Regions from separate parts of the Rattus norvegicus genome. Here region 1 is linked to region 2. A link is a contact called in public Hi-C data. All regions are on one chromosome and are shown on one strand. The core of a region is the stretch at or near the end of the contact, and the rest is flanking DNA. Distances in the headings are between cores, read along the strand shown.

The links. A called contact is a pair of places that touch in the nucleus more often than the background predicts.
Region 1: a Hi-C map of Schwann cells shows a contact between it and region 2, with 1.6 times the contacts expected there. The contact joins the promoter of Azin2 here to the enhancer-like site in region 2. A contact is called at or near these places in 2 of 12 Hi-C or Micro-C datasets (Schwann cells and liver).

Annotation. Positions count from the first base shown.
Region 1 is chr5:146,591,687-146,596,175 of GRCr8, forward strand. It overlaps Azin2 (antizyme inhibitor 2), which reads right to left and starts at 3,091. Exons shown (of 11, transcript NM_001014261.3): 1 at 2,966-3,091; 2 at 2,748-2,868; 3 at 2,026-2,222; 4 at 476-649. The coding sequence starts at 2,130.
Region 2 is chr5:146,558,290-146,562,856 of GRCr8, forward strand. No RefSeq gene overlaps it. Among named protein-coding and RNA genes, the nearest start is that of Azin2, 34 kb to the right of the region's middle. Within about 2 kb of position 2,667, at least 32 of the 93 cell types and tissues checked have an H3K27ac peak or open chromatin away from gene starts, as enhancers often do. A contact at or near this core is called in Schwann cells and liver, where this site is marked.

The sequences.
Region 1 (4,489 bases), core at 1,841-4,340, 34 kb after region 2:
GCTATTAGATTTATTTTTTTTCTAAGTAGAAAAATTAAAATATGGCTATTTCTTTAAAAAGAAGAAAAACAGCCCAGCATGATGATATACCACACCACTGTGGAGGATGGAGGTTAGGAGAGTCAGGAGTTCAAGGCCAGCATCAGCTACATAGTGAGTTTAAGGTCAGCCTGGACCACATGAATCCCTATCTTAAAGAAAAAAAAAGTCATAATATAAAACAGAAAGATAAACCCAAACCCATTTAAAAGGCAACCCGTGTGCCCAGGGACAACTCAGGATCCTATTTGAAACTTCAGAGCTGACAAGTTCTTCCTCCCTCCTCCCTGGACCCTCCTCTTCTCCTGAGTAGGTGTCCTTCCCGGAAGGTCATGGCCTAGTACAGATCCCTCCTGTTCCCTGGAATCCCCAGCACCGGGAGGACCACATTTGGTGAGCGTGAAGGCTAAGTGTGCGGGAGGGACAGAGGGCTCACCTTGCTGGCACAGCTGAAGCCCAGTCCCAGCTCGGCCAGGACCTTCAGCACGCCAAGACTGCTGTTGCACCTGACAGCATAAAAAGGCCGGACTCGAGGCAGGTACTTCAGAAAGCAGAAGTGCTTCCTCACTACAGCACCCAGGTCGGCCACGAAGAAGGCAGCCACCTTGCCCTGCACAGCAAGAGGCGAACGGATGTGAGACCCAGCTCCCTCCCTGGGCATGCTGTCTACAATCCTTCCGGAGACTGGACACCAGTACCCTGCTGTCGCTTTCTGAGGCTCCCATGTCCTCCAGGACGGAAGGCAATCTAGGACTGACACTTAAGGCTGTGTGACCAGCTCCAGTCCCTCCTTTCAGTCCAGCCAAAGCCAACTGTCTGTCTTTCCCATCCCCCCCCCCCCAAGCCTGTGTTCCCACCATGCCCTCTGTTGGGTCTGGCAAATTCTCAATCTCCTGTCATTCAGCCTAAATATAGAGTTATATAGTCATATATAGTTATATAGTTATATATAACATATATGTGTTCTGCATAATAGATTTTAATCCATAACTTTTAATGTTCTGGCCGCATTCTGCACGTCCTTTTAAAGCAGCAGACCTGTACATACAGGGGTGTGCTCCACAAAAGGCAAATACCGTGGCTCACAGCCCACTGCCGCTGTCACACAGGTGCCTATCCCATTTGCCTGGTCTTCACAGACATGGATGAGACTGAGGTAAACCCTCCCTGGGACTCGTTTTCCCATGCAACTTTTTTTTCTTTTAATAAATACCCACTTGGTGTCCAACATAATAATTAAGAGAGAGGAAAGGCCAAAAACCTGGAAAGGGCTTGGAACTGAAGAGAGTAGCCCTTACCTAATTACACTTCCCTTTAATAAATGCCAGATGGGACTCTCTACAAAATAGGTTAGTGGCCACGGAGGCAGAGATTACAGAACTAGCCAGAAGCAAATCTGGAAAAGGGGAACGGTGGTGGGAGGGAACACGGAAGACAGGTAAAGGAGAGGAAGTGCCCCGAGGGCACAGCCCTGCAAAGGCACAGCGAAACAGCCTCACACACGCCGCAACTCTCAGAGCACAAGCCTGGGAGTATGGAGCCAGAAGTGTGGCTGTGGGTACAGAGCAGTGGGGAGCTGTTGTAGGATTCTGTTTTGGAGGAGAGTTGCGGGACGTGAGAGAACCAGGAGAAGGTCCCGGGGGCTTGGGAGAGAAAGGACCAACTACAAGCGGAGATTCTCCGGTGAAGTTCCGAGAGCCTTACAGGTGAGCTTCACAGAGCTGGGTACGCCTGCCTGTAGGAGGGGAGAGAGCAGAAGGCCGGAACTCCTAAGTTCCCACCTCGAGTGCTGCGACTGTGGTGATGCTGTTCTTTTCTCAAGGCAGAGAACACAGGGAGGGCAGGTGTCGGGCAAGGACCAAGAATTGGGGATAAAGGGGGCAGTCTAGAAAATATCAAGTAAATACCAAAACCAAATGAGAGAACGAGGGGTCTCCTACAGAGAGAGGACAGGCAATCAACCCACACCCATTTCCATCCCCTCACCGTGGTGGCCTGGGAGGCCCCCAGAGTGAGTTCCTCCAGCAGATCCCGGGTGCTGAAGCCCTCCTCCACCATCACAAAGTCCGATTCACTGAGGTAGCCAGCCATGCTGAGCAGGGGGAGCCCAGGGGCTGGATGAAACTGCTGCCTTGGAGCACCGCTGGCTGCCTTGGCCACCGCCTTAGAAAGTATGCAACACACTGTGGGGAGAGGGAGATGGAGGAGACCGCTGGGGAGCAGGCTGCACCCTCACCTCCCCGGGCCTAGCTTCCCTACACGGTCATGCTCTGCACCCCACCCCACCCCCAAGCACAAGCCTGAGAAGCTGAGGTTCGCTGGGAACGGTGATGATGTCTCTGCTAGAGCCTCAATTATCCCCATCGGTTAAATTGGATTGCTTTGGAGTTCTTTTCCAGTTCTGAAATTTGGGATTGGAAGGAAAAGAAAGTGTGGTGGACAGATCTGAGAAACCTAGGTGAGGATGTCGCCTTCCTTCTGAAGGAATCCTCCAGTCCGGACCACGACTACCTAAAGGGCCAAAACCCGTGAGCTTATTAAGTTCGAGTCTGCTCTCTGCTTCATGACCTTGGGTCAGTTTCCCCATTTATAAAAGGCTGGTTCTGACACGCTAAGAATGCTCTAAGAGCCACCGGTGGTTCTGTCCACGGGACCGCTCCCTCGAGTGCAGGGCAGGGGTCCCGCACCCCAGCCCCAGGCCTCCTTACCAAGCCCCGTCCTCCTTCGCGGGGGCCAGAGCCAGGCGCGCTGCTAGGGGGGGTCGCCGGTGACCTCGAAACTTGTGCAACACCCCGAGGAGGAGTGGCAGTTGCGGAGCCGAGGCCCCTGCTGAGAGGAGGCAAGGGGGACCAGGGGACAGGTCAGCGCCCAAAGCCTAGTGGGCACCCGCTCCCCAAGGCTCCCCCCAGCCATCTCCTGCACTCGCCTTAAAACGCATTTACACGGCTTCGGCCCATAGGTCTCCCCAGCGAGTGAATCGGATCCTCGGCGCCTCCGCTCGCTCGCTCCCCCCGGCTCCGGCCCCGCGGCCTGCGCCCCGCGCGCCCAGCAGCCACCGACCCCACGCCCCGCCTTGCGCCCGCCGCTCGCTTATATAAGCCCCGCCCTAGCCCCGCCCCGGTGCTCCGGCCCCGCCCCTGTCCGCTCCGTAGCCAGGGCAACCGGGTGCCGCCAGCCCATTGGTCGATTCGGGCATAAAGCATTCAGCGCTGCGAGGCTACTCCGCAAAGCTGCGCAGCTAGACAAGCTGCCTGGCTGGTGTCCGCAGAGGTCCACGCGGGGAAATCCTTCGAATCCTAGGCGACTACGTAGTCGGAGCCGCGGATCTTGAGTCCTGAATCTCAAAAATTGACTCTGGAAAACTTTTCTGTCCCTGCCTGAAGTCGATGGTTCCCTGCTCCTCCCCTGGTGAAGTTCTGGCTTCTTCCTTGGAGCCCAAGCCTCTCGCTGTCCTATTTTGTAATATGACCTTTTACTTTATCGCCTCTCCTAGGCATCTTAAACTCCCAACTCAAATGGCAGCTCATATGTGTTCAGAGAGGGGTTTTGAGGCTTCACAAGCTCGGGGCGATGCCTCCCTTCTTCATTCTCAGAATCCACCAGACTCAGGTGAAATGTGGCTTCGACTCAAAGCATGTCTCCTTTTCTATACACAAATTCCTGCTCATCCATCAGAGTCCAGTGTAATGTCTTCCTCTGTCGAGCCTTCCCTGGCCACGAAACGCAATGGGACTCAGAGTTCTTGTCTCTGTCTGACCCCTTCCTCCATCTTTTGAGCCTTAATATCGGATGCTGAGATTCCTGCCTCTACTTTTCACTTTTTTGCCTGATAAAACATCTCAGATTTGTGCACTCCAAGCACAGACTGAGAGCAGGACTCCTTAGAGCGCTTAGCGTGCACACGGTGATGCTCAGAAGCTAATTCAAGAGTTCTCCCGGTAGAAGTCAGAATGCTGCTTGTCTCTGAGCCTGTGGCTACTGATTGGGAAGGGACATAGTAGAACTTTTTGGGGTGTTTGGTATTGGTTAAAGGTGTGTGTGTGTGTGTGTGTGTGTGTGTGTGTGTGTGTTCCTCGAATTATACACATATGATTAATGTCCTGTTATATGTGTTATGTACACTACATTAAGAATTTACAAGTTTTAAGCCGGATGTGATGGCACATGCCTTTAATCCCAGCAAATCTTAGTTCAAAGCCAGCCTGTTCTACAGGAGATCTACTGCCAGGATTCCACAGAGAAATTCTGTCTCAAAAAAGAAAAAAAAAATTTTACAAATTTTAAGAAAACCCTTGATAGGGTTGTAGAGATGGGTCAGAGGTTAAGAGCACTTGTTGGTCTTGCAAAGGACCAGGTTCAATTCCTACTTCCCACATGTGAACTCCATCTAACTTCAGTTCTAGGGTATCCAATGCCCTCTCCTGGCTTCCCTGGTCACCAAGCACAAATG
Region 2 (4,567 bases), core at 1,417-3,916:
TTTTGTGTCCCCAGTACCTGAAACAGTGCCTGTTACAGAAGATGCTTGGTCAGTACATGCTCAACATGTGGTCTGATCAAGCAGGGAGAGCGGTACACTACGTACACACTTGGGTAAGCAAATCTCACTGGGAAAGAGAGTTGGCTCCAGCACTTAGCGTCTAGTCTATTTTTCCCCCTCTCTCTTCTCTGGCTGTCTTCCCTCTGTGCATCCTTGAGTCTTCTCCGCTGATCTCTCTTGTAATTGCAGAACTTGAGGAGCTCCTTCTAACTCATGTCCAGCGACCTGTATGCTGAAAACACTTCAGATCCCATCCCGCGTGTTACTAGTGCCCTTCTCTCCTGTCTTTCCCTTTGTTCTCCTCTAATTGCATGGACAAATGTCTTCCATTCTTTTTCTAAATGCACCTAAGGTCATCTCCTGCCTTTTACCTCCATGACCATTGTCTAGTTTTTGTCATCTCTGCTCTGGTCTTGACCTTACTCCATTCTCTGTACTTCTAATCTCAGTAGAAGTATCTATGGTGTGAAATGTTTACCCTGAAACCAGGTAAAACATAAAACCCCAGGTTTTATGAGTCAGGAGCCTGGATACGGCTTAGACAGGTGCCATCGGCCTCTTACATGGCTGCAGTCAGCTGTTAGACTAATTTGCCATGGTCCCAAGCCCAGCCTGGCGACAGATCCACCACGGTTCACTCAGATGACTCTCACAAGACTTCATATCTGGCCATTGGTCAGTCATCGGTTCCTGTGCATACAGACCTGACCACAACACAGCTCAGGACATGGCTGGTGTCGTCCCCCGAGCAAGCGTAGGTACCCAAGATGAAACCTAATATCAGTCTTGATGCCATCGCTTCTAACATACTCTGGTCATAGAGATGGGATCACTAAGCCCTACTCTAGGAGAGAGGATTGGACCAGGATGTGCATTCAGGAATGCAGGATCATTGAGAACAATCTTAGCGACGGCCTGACACCTCCTCTTCAGGCCTCCTAAAGTGTACAGATGACATCTTCTCTCCCCTCTTGAGAAACTCTGATGACTCACTTGTACAGCCAGAACACACTCTTTCCTAATAAGCCCCCACCCTCCAGCCCAGTCTCGCCTTCCGTTCCACCCCCAAGCTCCCAAGGACTTGGAACTATCATGCCACTATTCCTGTCACACGCCATTCCCATGAAATGCCACTGCCTCTTAGCAAGTTTGTTCTGGACTGCACAGGCCATTGTGTTTTTTTTTTAGTTAGGCATCCTTTGGAGATCTTGCTTTTCTCTAAAACAAACCTGAGCAAACCAAATTAAAACTCTCTCCACTTGAATATGTCATGGGATTGAACATTTAACATGTTCTGGCTAACCCTGGGCTCCAACCTCATAGGTAGCAATGAATAGCCTAGTAAGAGCACCAGTGGAAGGGGAAGCCCTTGTTCCTGCCAAGACTGAACCCCCAGTGAACGGGATTGTTGTGGGGAGGGCGGTAATGGGGGGTAGGATGGGGAGGGGAACACCCATATAGAGGGGAGGGGGAGGGGTTAGAGGATGTTGGCCTGGAAACCGGGAAAGGGAATAACAATTGAAATGTAAATAAGAAATACTCAAGTTAATAAAGATGGAGGAAAAAAAATGTTCAGGGATTTAGCCAGAGGTACATTTTGGAGCCACCTGTTCCCATTTCCTACAGAAACCTGGCGCCCCTGGTCTGGTGTATACAAGACCCTCGCCATCTCCAATAGTGTTATTAAAATGTCTAGAGAACAGCCTTTTGTGATAGGGTGATACTAAGTCAATACACACAAAAAATAAAATAAATAAAAGCACTTATGCCCATCACCATCTGCCTGCACATGCAGGAAGAAACAGAAGAAAGAGGCTTCCTAACCTGTTCCTCTAGTTACTGTCTGTTCTTAGACATGTTACTTCATATTTACGATTCTGTTGCCTCATTTGTAAGTGTAAATGATTCAAGTAGTCACTGATGGTTAGCACACACCAGGGACCGTTCCATACGTTTTAAATATGTTAATTTACCAACATATAAAGCAGGTACTATATATCCTTTTTACAGATACAGTAATGGTGGCATAGAGTAATTTACACTGCGAGACGCTGCTGATAAATGGTAAAATTAAGATTACGACACAGGCAGTGAGGGTGCGAATCTTTGTCATAAAATTCACTCCACGGGGTTGCATGGGTAAAACGAAATAATGCAAATTAAGGGCAAAGGCAGGCCAAGGCAGGCCTGACAGTAGGCATTCTTTTTTTTTTTTTTTTTTTTTTTGGTTCTTTTTTTCGGAGCTGGGGACCGAACCCAGGGCCTTGCGCTTCCTAGGTAAGCGCTCTACCACTGAGCTAAATCCCCAGCCCCGGCATTCTTCTTTTTTAAATGCCCAGTATCATCGCTTGGAAATGGAGAATTCATTCAAAACCTCCAGTTTTCTGCAGGAACTTAGCAGAGAACATCCACACTGCTTTGCGGTTCTCGACTCTGGAAGGCTCTGGAAGGCAAGGGTAGCTGATGGACCAGAGGGCCACTTGCTGAGGGGCCTGGGTCCCAGGCATTTCTGAGTCGGCCGACACCAGGTCGACCCCGCCCCATGTCGCTGCTGTACCAGGTTGTCCGTGGAAGCCCGGCCCTCGGCGAAGGATCGAGTTTCCTTTAGTGGCCTAGAGGCTGCCGAGCACATTTCTGGCTTTCCACCTATGGGTTAGCAGTTCGCAGTCAAGTCGGTAAAGTCGATTCCTCCTCCCGACCGGCAGAGGGCGCAAGAGCACATGGCTCGACGTTTCTTGGGAACGGAAGTGACGTCAAGAAAACGGAACTCTGCGGGGTTTGGGTGCAGTGTTGAGCGGTTCCCTGAAGCCGAATTCGCTGCCTCCCACTTCTGATTCCACAAAGTGGAGTTTAAATGTGCTTTTCAGCTCTGACACTCTCATTTATGTTTTTAAATGTTAAATCAGTGTCCTGGACAAAAGGACCTCTCTAGTCACTCACTGCTTCTCCGAGTGGAAAGAGAACCCCGAGAAGCAGGCGGTGCAGGGCCTAAGGACGTCCAGGCCAAGTGTCTCAGCACTGTTCCCATTCAGGGAGGGAGGGACTTCCCAAGTCCAAGGAATGGTTTGCTAGGGTAGGGTTGCCGGAGTTACCAAATAAAATGCAGGACACCCTGTTAAACTTGAATTGCAGATAAAGAAGTAATGTCTTTGCTTAGAAATATGCCAGACATTGCGCGCGCGCGCATACACACACACACACACACACACACACACACACACACACACACACACGTTCAAATTTAACTGGGTGTTCTGTATTTTACCTGGCAATCCTACCTCTAACGCTACCTAGGAAGCCAGACTCAGGCCTTCTATATAGGCCCGCATGTCTCTCTCATAGTAACTAGAAGTTTCAGAGCTCTGTTGTGACCAGCTGTAACCCTGAGTTTATCTGGATGGCTTCTAGCTCATCGAAATGGCGATTGCACAATCTAAGGCTACTTGGAAGCTAAGAGATCAAAGGTCCTCTCTCTCTCTTTTTTTTTTTTTTTTTTTTTCCCCCCGGAGCTGGGGACCGAACCCAGGGCCTTGCGCTTCCTAGGTAAGCGCTCTACCACTGAGCTAAATCCCCAGCCCAAAGGTCCTCTCTTTTAAGATGAGTGTATTCCAATGACACTAAGAACTGAAATATGGGGCAGGAGAGACGGCTCAGCGGTTAAGAGCACTGACCGCTCTTCCAGAGGTCCTGAGTTCAAATCCCAGCAACCACATGGTGGCTGACAAACGTCTGTAATGGGATCTGATGCCCTCTTCTGGCATGTCTGAAGACAGATACGGTGTACTCATATAAATAAAAAAATTTTTTTAAGAAAAAGGAACTGAAATATAAACGGAAGGCTGAGAGGAGGCTGGACAGAGAAAGCGTACTCTACCGTTTATTGGCATCTCAGTGGGAATCAACTAAAGGATTTTCAGCAGAATGTGGGAAATCACTAAAAAATAGGACTCGTGTTTCAGAACACTTTTCTGATCACCAGGATGTCATAGCCGGTGATTTTTCACAGGGGGTGACAACACAGCAAAGAAGTGAGAGAATCCTTGTACTGTTGCCTCCCCGGTGGGCCCTTTACTGCAGCAAGAGAGCCAGTTTGGACAGGTGGGCATCCTGGATTGGGGTAGGGGAGAGGGCTCTCAGACAACGCATCTCCTGTGACCTCATGAGGCTGTGTGGCTGGGCCTGCTTCTCCCAGGTTGGAGGGAGAGAGAGAGGAAGGAAAAACTACCACCAGGTCTCCCGCTCTGTTCTGTTCTGTTCCGTTCTTTTTAACTTTATATTGATTTGTAGTGAGTTTCACATCACGTACCTGTGTCTCACGCATCTGCCCGTCCCCTAATATCTGTCCATCTCTCTTGTAGCCTCCGCTGTGACCAAATAAAGCACTCACTCACAATAAAAACAAAACCTAGAAAACATCTCGTTGTGGAAGCTGTAGTATGTCACAATGTGTCCCACAGTGTATCTCTCTGTCCACAAATCTCTTCGTTGCAATGAATGAGTCAATGGT